Regions from separate parts of the Mus musculus genome. Here all the other regions are linked to region 2. Evidence: chromatin contacts called from public HiChIP or PLAC-seq data. All regions are on one chromosome and are shown on one strand. Each heading gives the region's core, a stretch centred on a gene start, on an enhancer-like site or on the middle of the called end of the contact. The rest is flanking DNA. Distances are from core to core; before and after follow the strand shown. Region 1 holds the start of Platr30 (pluripotency associated transcript 30). Region 2 holds the start of Txnip (thioredoxin interacting protein). Region 3 overlaps Rnf115 (ring finger protein 115).

Region 1 (3,247 bases), core at 598-3,097, 210 kb after region 2:
AGTAGTATATATTTAAAATTTTCCTAATTCATGCACATGAACTGGATTCTCTATATAGGATATTTATATAATAATATAACAAGGCTATATTACACATATAATAAGAATTAATTCTAAAAAGCAATTTCAAGGTCAAAGTACTTGCTTATTTTTATGTCTGGTAATTTTTACTGAATTATCCTGAAACGAGGAAAAAAACAAGACATTTAAAAAAGAAAACAAAATATGTCTAGAGGTACATGGCCAACAACGTGCGTGTTTGTCGCCTGGGAATTGCTATTTATTTGGAAACTTTGAGTTGACAGTTTCAACTTTGAGTTGTCAACCTTGAAACTGACTTTTCCAGGACAGCTCACAAACCTTGAAGGATTCTTGTGGTCAAAAGCCTTCCCTGACCGGGAATCGAACCCGGGCCGCGGCGGTGAAAGCGCCGAATCCTAGCCACTAGACCACCAGGGACGGACAGAACATAAGGTGAACCTGGGTTGTAATCGCACTTAAGGTGAACTCGGGTCGGAATCGTAAAAGTGCCGAATCCTAGTCACAAGACTACCAGGGAATAACAGAATTTGAATGGCATGTCATGTAGTAGGGTATTTACCAATAAATGCCGGCAGGACCAGAAACTGAAGACTAGCAGGTATCAAGTGTGCTCACATCCACCCCCCAGCGTCCTACAGCCTCTGTTCCACCTCTCATGTTTCCCGGGGCCAGGTGGTGCACTGGGCTCTGAGGCCAGGCCATAAGGAAACTCACCTGGATTCCAGACCAGTCTAGCCTTGTGCAGAAACACTTTTTCGGGTTCGTGGTGGTTTAAGTGAGGACAGGTCTCAGTGTGTGTCGAGCATCCTTTTCCAGGTCCCTTACATGATAATTGGCTCAAGGGAGCAATTGGCATGCTGGTTCCGTTTCTTCCCCGACCATCTCGAGCATCCTAACGGTCTTTCGAGAGGAAGACTTAGCAGGAAGACTTAGTGGAGACTTGCCTGACTAGATGCTGTGCTCTGCAGCTGTGCTTAGGGAAGGAGGAAAGCAAATGGCTTTCAGGAAAAACAAACAAAAAAACGAAAACAAGCAAAAAAGAAAAACAAAACCTTTCTGGTTTTTAGACACTAAACACTGTCAACCTGTAGAGATTTCGGAAGACGAAAGTTGCAGATTCCCGGATCTAATGCTAAGGGAAGTTAGCTTGCCTCTGCGCCCCAATGCTCAACCCAGTCTCAGCAGGGGATGGAGGTCAATCCTGGTGTTCACAGGGCTGCCTGCGGTGGGTGGGGGACTCCTAGGCATTCCCTTTCCACCTCTGCCTCAAATACAGCCACCTAGGTTCTGTCATTTTTGCCTCCACTTCACCCTCTTTCCCCTATGTCTCCTTATTTTGAACATAGTCCTCAACCAACCTCCGAGTGCTGAGATCCCCTTCATTCAGTTCCTCATGCGGTGGTGACCCCCACCCATAAAATTATTATCATTGCTACTTCGTAACTGTAACTTTACTACTGTATAAATTGTGATGTAAATATATGTGTTTTAGGAAAGCAAACATGTCCCCTTTCAGGGATCTTACAAATGTTAGCAATGATGCTGATGAGGCCGGGAGAAAAAGCTTACACCATGCCTTGAAGATTCATCCATGACACTAAGTTGCACCCTGTGTAGTGGTGGCTTCTGACGGAGTCAAAGTGTCACTGTGGTTGCAGTCCTTCAGGCAGTGCCAACGTGCTTAATAGTGGAAGAGTGTGCCAGAGACTGACAATTACTCTGGACCAGGAGACCGCATCTCCAGGAAGAGCACAAAGCATTATCGGCAGGGAGTTCAGACCAGCAGCCTAGTGGGATGGGCATTTACACCAGCAAGCCCTTGGAGAATTTTCACCTGTGCTGACCCTTCTCTGACTTGACCTCTGATGCCCCACTCCCCTTTAGAATACCCAGGTACTCATTCATTTACAGGTCTCAGTGGCAGCATCTGTGCTTTGTACTTACTGAATAGTTTGTTTTCACAGTTTCAGCTAAGGTCTGGCTTTATCTTTGTCAAAGCAATTCAAGTAGTAGCTTTAGGCGAAAGAAAACTGACCCAAATCATGGCTACATAAATTTAAGTGTGTGTGTGGGGTGGTGGTGGTGGTGGAGTGGGTATATGTGGTGGTGGTGGTGTTGGTATGTGTGGTGTGTGTGGGGTGTGTACGGGCTAAAAGTGGGGTACAAGAGATCATCAACATTGGACATGGGGAAGATGAGAGTTTTTATAGCTCAGGAGTAGGGGGTTTCCAAGCGGGGTTCGGCTGGCAAATAGGCAGAGTGACAGAAACATAACAAAGTGCTGATAATACTCTCCAGAAACAAAGACATGGCTGTACGGTGGTCATACCAACTTTTTGAAACAAAGGTATAGTTTTTTTCCTGGGACAGGCAGTACAGAGCCATATGTAGTTAAGGTTACAGGTAGAGCATAGCCCAGTCCTTGAGAAACAGAGGTTTAATCACAAACAGGAGTTAACCTGGTGTGTTCTTACTAGGTGGCTTCCAAGCCTAAGATGGATAAACCAAGCATGCTGGTTTATCAGTAGCAGCTGTGATGGCAGGAACAGCTAAGACAGGGGCTACCTGGCCCTGGCCATTTCTCAGGTGTTGTCTCCTGCACCTTCTCTCCATTGGCTCTTCTTTAACAGTCTTCCATAACAGCCTTCAAGTGAGCACAGGCAAGGCACAACATACACTATGTGGCCATGATACACACATCTCCTCTACAGAAAAAACGTGTAGAGGTCACTAAATAACCAGGAAAACGATCGGCTTTAGAAATAAAATCTGGAATGGGTAAGCCACATAGTGCACAAACTAAGATATGCTCTTTTCAAAAATAATAGTCATGGTGTTTGGTACAAGGGTGGCCCACCACCCTTGTACCGCAGCACTCTGGAGGACCAGTTGAAAAGAGAGTGCTAGGGCAGCGTGAGATTCATAAAACCTTCTCTCAAACATAAATGGTAGCAGTACTAGCTGTGTGCTGCAGAGTGGCTATGTTGATGTTCTCTGTGGTGGTGACCTTGTTACTAGAGCAATCACTTGAACTTCAGGTTTCCTGCCACTCACCGGATACCCAGACCACCTTAATTTGCAGGTGAAAAGAGTAGGGGGCGCATGCCTTAGCTGTTTAAGGGTTGGCAAAGGCATCAGGATCTTTTTATCTCGAAGGGGAGTCGGGGTGGGGTGTGGTGGGAGAGCGCATTCCTTTCAGGAATTT
Region 2 (3,462 bases), core at 585-3,084:
TTCTGCACTCTGAGGCTCTTGCCACGCCACGATGCGCAAGTCCCTGAGATAATGTGATTGCCTCTGACTGAGGACAGCTTCTGAGTGAACACTTTGGTCTGGCCATTGGCAAGGTAAGTGTGTCGGGCCACAATAGCCGCTTTGGGGACCACGATTCGGGAACACGTGTTCTCAAAGTCAGCATGGATGGAGATGTCATCACCTAGAGTTAAAATAAAATGAGGAAGTATGAATAGCCATGCAAGTTAACAGCACTTCCTCTGCCTCTACCCTACGACCCTCTCCGTACCACCCCCAACCCCCCCACCCCCAGTTCTGGCTATCCTGTCTAGCATTTGAAGCAGTATGTTTTTACCTTCACAGAATCCTTTTCTGTCAATTCGAGCAGAGACTGACACACGTCCATCAGGAATGAACATGCAGGAAACTTTCTTCTCCTTTTTGGCAGACACTGGTGCCTGTGTAAAAGGAAATAATGTTTTGAGATATTTCAACCCCCATGCATCTAATTTATTATCCCTGACCAAGAAGAATTTTAAAACCTTTTTAAAAACAAAAACAAAAAATCCTCACCATTAGGTCAGGGGTATTGACATCCACTAGATCCATCACTTCGAAGTTTTTCTTTGCCTCTTGAGTTGGCTGGCTGGGGCGATCGAGAAAAGCCTTCACCCAGTAGTCTACGCAACCATATTTTCCTTTAAAGGATGTTCCCAGGGGCCTGTGTCAAAACAATGAACCAAAATTAAGGCTAAGAACTGTAAGAGATCAATGGAGGGGGAAGACTTAGAAATAAGAGTGCAAGGTGCACACGGTGGATGCCTACCCTTGAGGAAGCTCGAAGCCGAACTTGTACTCATATTTGTTTCCAGGCCTCATGATCACCATCTCGTTCTCACCTGCTGGGAAACAAAGACAAGGGGCCATTAGGCTTCTTGTTACATTTTGAAAGCGTCAATGAGGAGTGCCTGGGCAGTAGACTACCTTACTTCACTTCCACTTTCATCTCTTACACTATGGAAGAAAAGATCCCAGAGCACTTTCTTGGACAGAAAGTTGCGAAATCCACAAATACATTAATCTTTAAGTAGTAGCTAAGACAACACTTTCAGGAAACAGTACCTCAGAAAGTGTTCAAATCACTCTAGGGGGGTGAAGGGTAGTGAAAAACTTGCTAATTACAAAGTAAAAAAATATAGGGACCAACAGTTCAAACCATTCAAACGAACAACTCGAAACATTTAGTGGTGCCCTCCCCGACCCACAGACCTCCCAAGTCACCATCAGTCCTGCTGGGAGCAGTACCTGTAGGCTGCTCTTCTAGGAGAAGTGTGTCTTCATAGCGCAAGTAGTCCAAAGTCTGTTTGCACTGCTGAGACCCTTGCATCCACAGGACCTTGGCCACGCCGCAAGCCAGGATCCTGACGGCTTTGACTCGGGTAACTTCACACACTTCCACTATTACCCGTCCGGCCACCTTCTCCCCGCTGCCGTACACCTTCTCGGGGTCGTTGAAGACCACCTCAAAAGACTTGATCTTCTTGAACATCACCATGATTGAGCCGAGTGGGTTCAAGAAAAACGAAAGCCGGAGAGGAAAAAAATCTTTAAGAACCCTTCAAAGCAAACGAAGAGCTCGCCTCCGTAAAGTCAGGGCTTGAAAACCCAAACGAAAATGTAAAGAAAGCTTCAAACAAACCCTAACAACTTTTCCAAAAGGTGCCTGGAAGTTTCAGCCTGCCGGCTGTGCCAAAAGCTTTCAGGAGAAAAATAACAGCTGTCTTCCGCAACTGGAGAAACTCTGGAAACCCCGAGACCAGAGGAGGAGAGTGTCAAGCGGCTGCCGGAAACGGCTTATATAGCCGCCTGGCTTGGCGCTCCACGCGAGTGCTGGCCTGGAGGCTCGTGCAGCCCTCGTGCACAGTTCTCCCATTGGCTACTTGGCCCTTGTTTACCAGGCCTCCAACCAATCAGCGAGGCCGCCGGGGCGCGTGGACACGGTGTGCTCCTAGCGGGGAAAATGGTTGTTGTTCGGGTGCGCAGCCTTGCCAGCAGGAGGGGCGGGGCCCGGGGCGACGGGTGCCCTCCCTCCCCCCGGGAGGCTGGGACCCCGGGACCCTGAACCTCATCCAGGGGACTCCTCTTGGGAGCTGGGTTATTTGGGTGTGTGCTTTGTTTTTTTTTTCCCCCTTCTTTTTTTAGGTGAAAGAAAAATGTGCTTAGGAGAGGATTTCATGACTCGCCTGAGCCAGCGCAATTCATTTCGAGGTGACCATTTATTCCTGGCTCACAAGTTCGCAAGTCTTGTGAAAAACAATCCCATCGCACCGAGGATACTCCAGGATGGAGCGGAGGGCGAGAGTGCAGTCGTGTTAGTGAGAAAGAGCCCACCCGATATGCTCCTATTGCACTTCTATTGAAGAATAAAAGGCTGCGGTCTCTCCAGACGAGAACTTGTCAGATATTTTAAAGTCTGGCTTTCAGTCCTTTCTGGTGAATGCTCTGGTGGGTTCCCCTCATTTCCCCCTCATTTCATGCCCCTATGTGCTGCTACTGTTCCTCGCCCATTACATTCTATTCTGTTCTCTGGAGCGGAAGCAGTAAGGGAGTGTCCACATCCTGTTGCTTATCCCCTCATCTCTTCAGTGTACCTGTGAAGTTGGGGAACATTTTGTATATGTTCCCTTGTTCCTCACTGCAGCTTTGTGAGGTGTTTACTTTCACACTGATGGCTCCCCCGTCCTTGTTTCTCCAGGAAACAAGAGGTGGACAAACCAAAAAAATAAAATAAAAGAAAGAAAGAAAAAGGAAGAAAAAGAACCTCACTCCTTACTTTGTTTTCGAGTTCCTGTCATTCTTTTCCCCCCTCTGTCCTCTCTCCAAATTCACTAAATGAAATGCATGTCCCTAAGCCTGTTTCAATTTCACCGGCGCTGGAGCTGTGTTAGTTTCACTTAGTTATCTGGCAAACCTTGCTGAGAGATGCCTCAGGAGCTGACTAGAGAAATAACTCTTAAGTGTGCAAAGAAACTCTTGTGTGAAGGATTACCTGCAACCCCCTCCCCCTTCGCCCCCTACTCTATTCCCCACCCACCCACCCACTCCCACCCCCACCCCCACCCCGCGCCGGAGCCTTGTCATTGAGTCCTAAACTCCTTCCATATTTGGGCAGAATTATTAGGAGACTATCTATCTCCTTCCTTGCGCAGGAAAATAAAGATGATATAGCCCTGAGATTAAGATGGAGAAGTAAAAAGCGATTGCATGCCTGTTCACCGCTGTTCATAAACAACACCCCCAGCCCCCACCCCCGCGCGCCCTAACTGGGTTGACACCCTAAGGCTAACAAGTTACAACTGAACCTTAAGCAAGCACAGAGATGAACATCACACGGTTCAAAAACATATACACAACACCAAGGCCTAGGAACACCTTGATCCTTAGGGTGTGTTTGTTCCAGAA
Region 3 (3,213 bases), core at 347-2,846, 210 kb before region 2:
TCAATTTAGTTTCAGACAAATTATTCAGATAAAAGCAAATGTAGCAACATTCTTTGCCAAATTATCACAAAAATGATCTCTAGTTCTTGGTCTCTAGCTAATGTTCATCTATGAGACCTCTTGAGCAGGGCCTTCATAGCCCACATGGCCTCAGCAATACTTACTGTCTTCCTAACTCCTACTAGGATGGCCCACTGACGACCACTTATAGGCTTACAGCATTCAACAACTTTTCTAATTCAAAAACACAAAGTCTTTCACATTTCTCCAAACAACAGCATGGCCAGGCCTGTTACAGCAATATAACACTTTGTAGTACCAAGCTGTAGCTTTATATCATGATCAAGGCAACTTATAAAAGAAAGCATTTAATGTGGGGTTCATGGTTTCAAAGGATTAGAGTATTTACCCATCATGCCAGGGAGCATGGCAACAAGCAGGTAGTCATGGCACTAGAGCAGCAGCTGACAGCTTACATCTGATGCACAAGAACAAGACAGAGAGAGAGCTAACTGGGAACAGTGTGAGCTTTTTACACCCCAAAGCCAGTGACCAACCTCCTCCAAAAAGGCCACATCTCCTAATCTTTTCCAGACAGTTCTACCAACTGCAGACCAAGTTTTCAAATATGTGAACCTATGGGGTCATTCTCATTTACACATCACAAATCCCAGCTTATGGAGTAAGTGATGTGATTACTATGTCTTTATAATGGCTATAGATGACACTGAAAGGTAAATAGCGTCAGAGTAGCTGTTCTGTGATGGTTACGGTGACTGCTTACCTGATAGAATCTAGAATTATCTAGGACATGAGCCTTTGAGCATCCCTATGAGGCAGTATATACACTAGGTGAGTAGAGGTGGGTGGCACCATCTCATAGGCTGGGGTCCTAGACTGAAGGGAAAAGAGAAACTAAACTGAGCGACACCACCCACGTACATGTGTGTATCATAGCCAGTTGCCTCAAATGCCTGCTCCAGACTTCCCCACACAGTGGACTTTTCTCCCTTAGGTTGTTTTGTCAGGGTGTTTTATCACAACAGGAAAAGTAACTAAGAAAGAGCTAACTTTCAGCCAGGTTTTAGATACTTGAAACTAAAACCACATCTTCATCAAGTTTTTATTAGCAAATGTAAAGAAGCAAGGAGATCCCATTTGTCACAGAAATAACACTTCTACTTAGCAATGGTTAGGAGGAAGGTTGATAAAGTCAGTTAAAAAGCTAAAAGTAGCCAGGCAATGGTGGAGCACGCCTTTAATCCCAGCACTCGGGAGGCAGAGACAGGCGAATTTCTGAGTTCGAGGCCAGCCTGGTCTACAAGTGAGTTCCAGAACAGCCAGGGCTACACAGAGAAACTCTGTCTCGAAAAACCAAAATAAATAAATAAATAAAAACTTTAAAAAAAATTTTTTTAAAAAGCTAAAAGTATAATTTAAAAATCTTGTGCTTTAAAAGGTCTAGCTCCAGAAAATAACTTATTCAAAAAAAAAAAAAAATTAAAAAGCCAGGCATGGTGGTGCACACCTTTAATCCCAGCACTTTAAAAGCAGAAGGGGAAAGATCTCTGTGAGTTTCAGGCCAGCCTGGTCCACATACTTAGTTTTAGGCCAACCATAACTATAAAGCTAGACCCTGTCACACACACAAACACAAAGAGAGAGAGACAGAGAGAGAGAGGGAGAGGGAGAGAGAGAGAGAGAGAGAGAGAGAATTTTTTTAATGTATTTTACAATAAGAAAAGAACAATGGGACGGTGAAAGTGAAAGTAAAACTAAAGCCCTGGGCTCCTGGAACACAGGGCATGGCCACTCACACCCATACCCTCCCACCCCCAGCACTATACTTGGAAGCAGGAAGATCACTGAATTCAAGGCCAGCCATTTTACATGGCAAGTTCCAAAGCAGCCTGAGCTACAAGAGAGTCTTGACCAGCCCTGCCAAGATAAAAGGAACATAAAAATTAAACTGTTTGTAATATTAAGGTAATAAAAGAAAAGGACACTCCCAAAATCATCTTAAGATTGGCTACCATCATGGCAGACTTGTTTGTTTGTTTGTTTGTTTGTTTGTTTTTCCAAGTCAGGGTTTCACTGTGTAGCCCTGGCTGTCCTAGATCTCACTCTGTAGACTAGTCTGGCCTTATATTCAAAGATCTGCCTGCCTCTGCCTCCTGAGTGCTGAGATTAAAAACGTGTGCCACTACCACCCAGCTAATTTTACTTTTTTATCGAAGATTTATTTTTAATTCTATATGCGTGTGTATCTGGATGGGTATGTACACACAAGTGTATCTGCAAGAGGTCAGGAGTCAGATCCCTCTAAAGCTAGAGTTAAAAGTGGTTGTGAACCACCCAGGCAGAGGCAGAAGTAGGGAGATGTCTGTGAGTTCAAAGCTAACCTAGTCTATCTACATAGTTGCGCACCAACAAGAGCTACAAAGTAAGACCTGTTTTTTTAAAAAAGAGGAAGGAAGGAAGGAAGGAAGGAAGGAAGGAAGGAAGGAAGGAAGGAAGGAAGGAAGGAAAAGAAAGCCTACTTAATATTGTTATATCTTTCAGTACTTATGTCACAGTATATCAAGAAGGAATCTGAAAATAATACAGATACAAAATACTCTTTGGGGGTTTTTTCTTTGTTTGTCTTTTCTCTGAGATCCACTTGCTTCTGCCTCCCTAGTGCTGAGGTTAAGAGAGTGGACCACCACGACCCAGCAAACGGAGATACTCTTAATACTTTAGCACCTTTGTTTATACACCATGATTTTATATTATAAACTATAATGCATCTTATGTGACAGAACAAATTTTACTTAAATAAACTTCTCAGAGTACCCTGTCTTCTTGTGCATACCTGGAAGCTCTTTTACCTTTCTTTTAGAAAATCTGAGGTAGCAGCTATAATCAATTCACTCAAACTGTGTCTTTGACTCTGACTCCCTCTCTCCCCCTTCCTCTCTCCCCAATCCACCTCTCTGTGGTTCAGTATGCATGCATGTGTGCCTGCTTGTATGCATGCATGTGTGTGTTTGAGCGCATGCATAATCTTAGAGACGTACCCTGAGCTTTACATCTCTAGTTTCAAAGGCATTCTTGCATGTAGTACAACCAATTTAAGCTTATCCCCAACTAGCTTACACACAAATGAGACTCACACTATGGTCATTTTATTTGGCTTTAACAATTACTGTGGGTGTAACCCCTATCCTACTC

Evidence for each region. HiChIP or PLAC-seq counts read pairs in DNA pulled down with a chosen protein or histone mark.
Region 1: a contact with region 2 is called in an H3K4me3 HiChIP or PLAC-seq map of embryonic stem cells, with 6 times the contacts expected there. The contact joins the promoter of Platr30 here to the promoter of Txnip in region 2. A contact is called at or near these places in 3 of 39 promoter capture datasets (the C10 cell line, embryonic stem cells and hippocampal neurons), 1 of 15 datasets of contacts at CTCF or cohesin (large pre-B cells) and 5 of 115 datasets of contacts at active chromatin or transcription factors (bone marrow-derived macrophages, embryonic stem cells and memory CD8 T cells).
Region 3: a contact with region 2 is called in an H3K4me3 HiChIP or PLAC-seq map of bone marrow-derived macrophages, with 2.7 times the contacts expected there. The contact joins the enhancer-like site here to the promoter of Txnip in region 2. A contact is called at or near these places in 2 of 39 promoter capture datasets (HPC-7-derived erythroid cells and macrophages), 1 of 484 Hi-C or Micro-C datasets (embryonic stem cells), 2 of 115 datasets of contacts at active chromatin or transcription factors (bone marrow-derived macrophages and microglia) and 2 of 9 other capture datasets (adipose tissue and pancreatic islet).

Annotation. Positions count from the first base shown.
Region 1 is chr3:96,343,887-96,347,133 of GRCm38.p6, reverse strand. It overlaps Platr30 (pluripotency associated transcript 30), which reads right to left and starts at 1,847. Exons shown (of 6, transcript NR_152105.1): 1 at 1,612-1,847; 2 at 757-1,010. It overlaps n-TEttc3 (a tRNA gene), which reads right to left and starts at 459; the gene lies at 388-459.
Region 2 is chr3:96,556,329-96,559,790 of GRCm38.p6, reverse strand. Txnip (thioredoxin interacting protein) reads right to left here and starts at 1,834. Exons shown (of 8, transcript NM_001009935.2): 1 at 1,306-1,834; 2 at 827-902; 3 at 574-721; 4 at 356-458; 5 at 1-202. The coding sequence starts at 1,555. Gm15441 (predicted gene 15441) reads left to right here. Exons shown (of 4, transcript NR_040409.1): 2 at 1-113; 3 at 1,394-2,505.
Region 3 is chr3:96,763,329-96,766,541 of GRCm38.p6, reverse strand. The region is part of intron 3 of Rnf115 (ring finger protein 115); the gene reads right to left. Among named protein-coding and RNA genes, the nearest start is that of Rnf115, 37 kb to the right of the region's middle. Within about 2 kb of position 1,596, at least 53 of the 459 cell types and tissues checked have an H3K27ac peak or open chromatin away from gene starts, as enhancers often do. A contact at or near this core is called in bone marrow-derived macrophages, where this site is marked.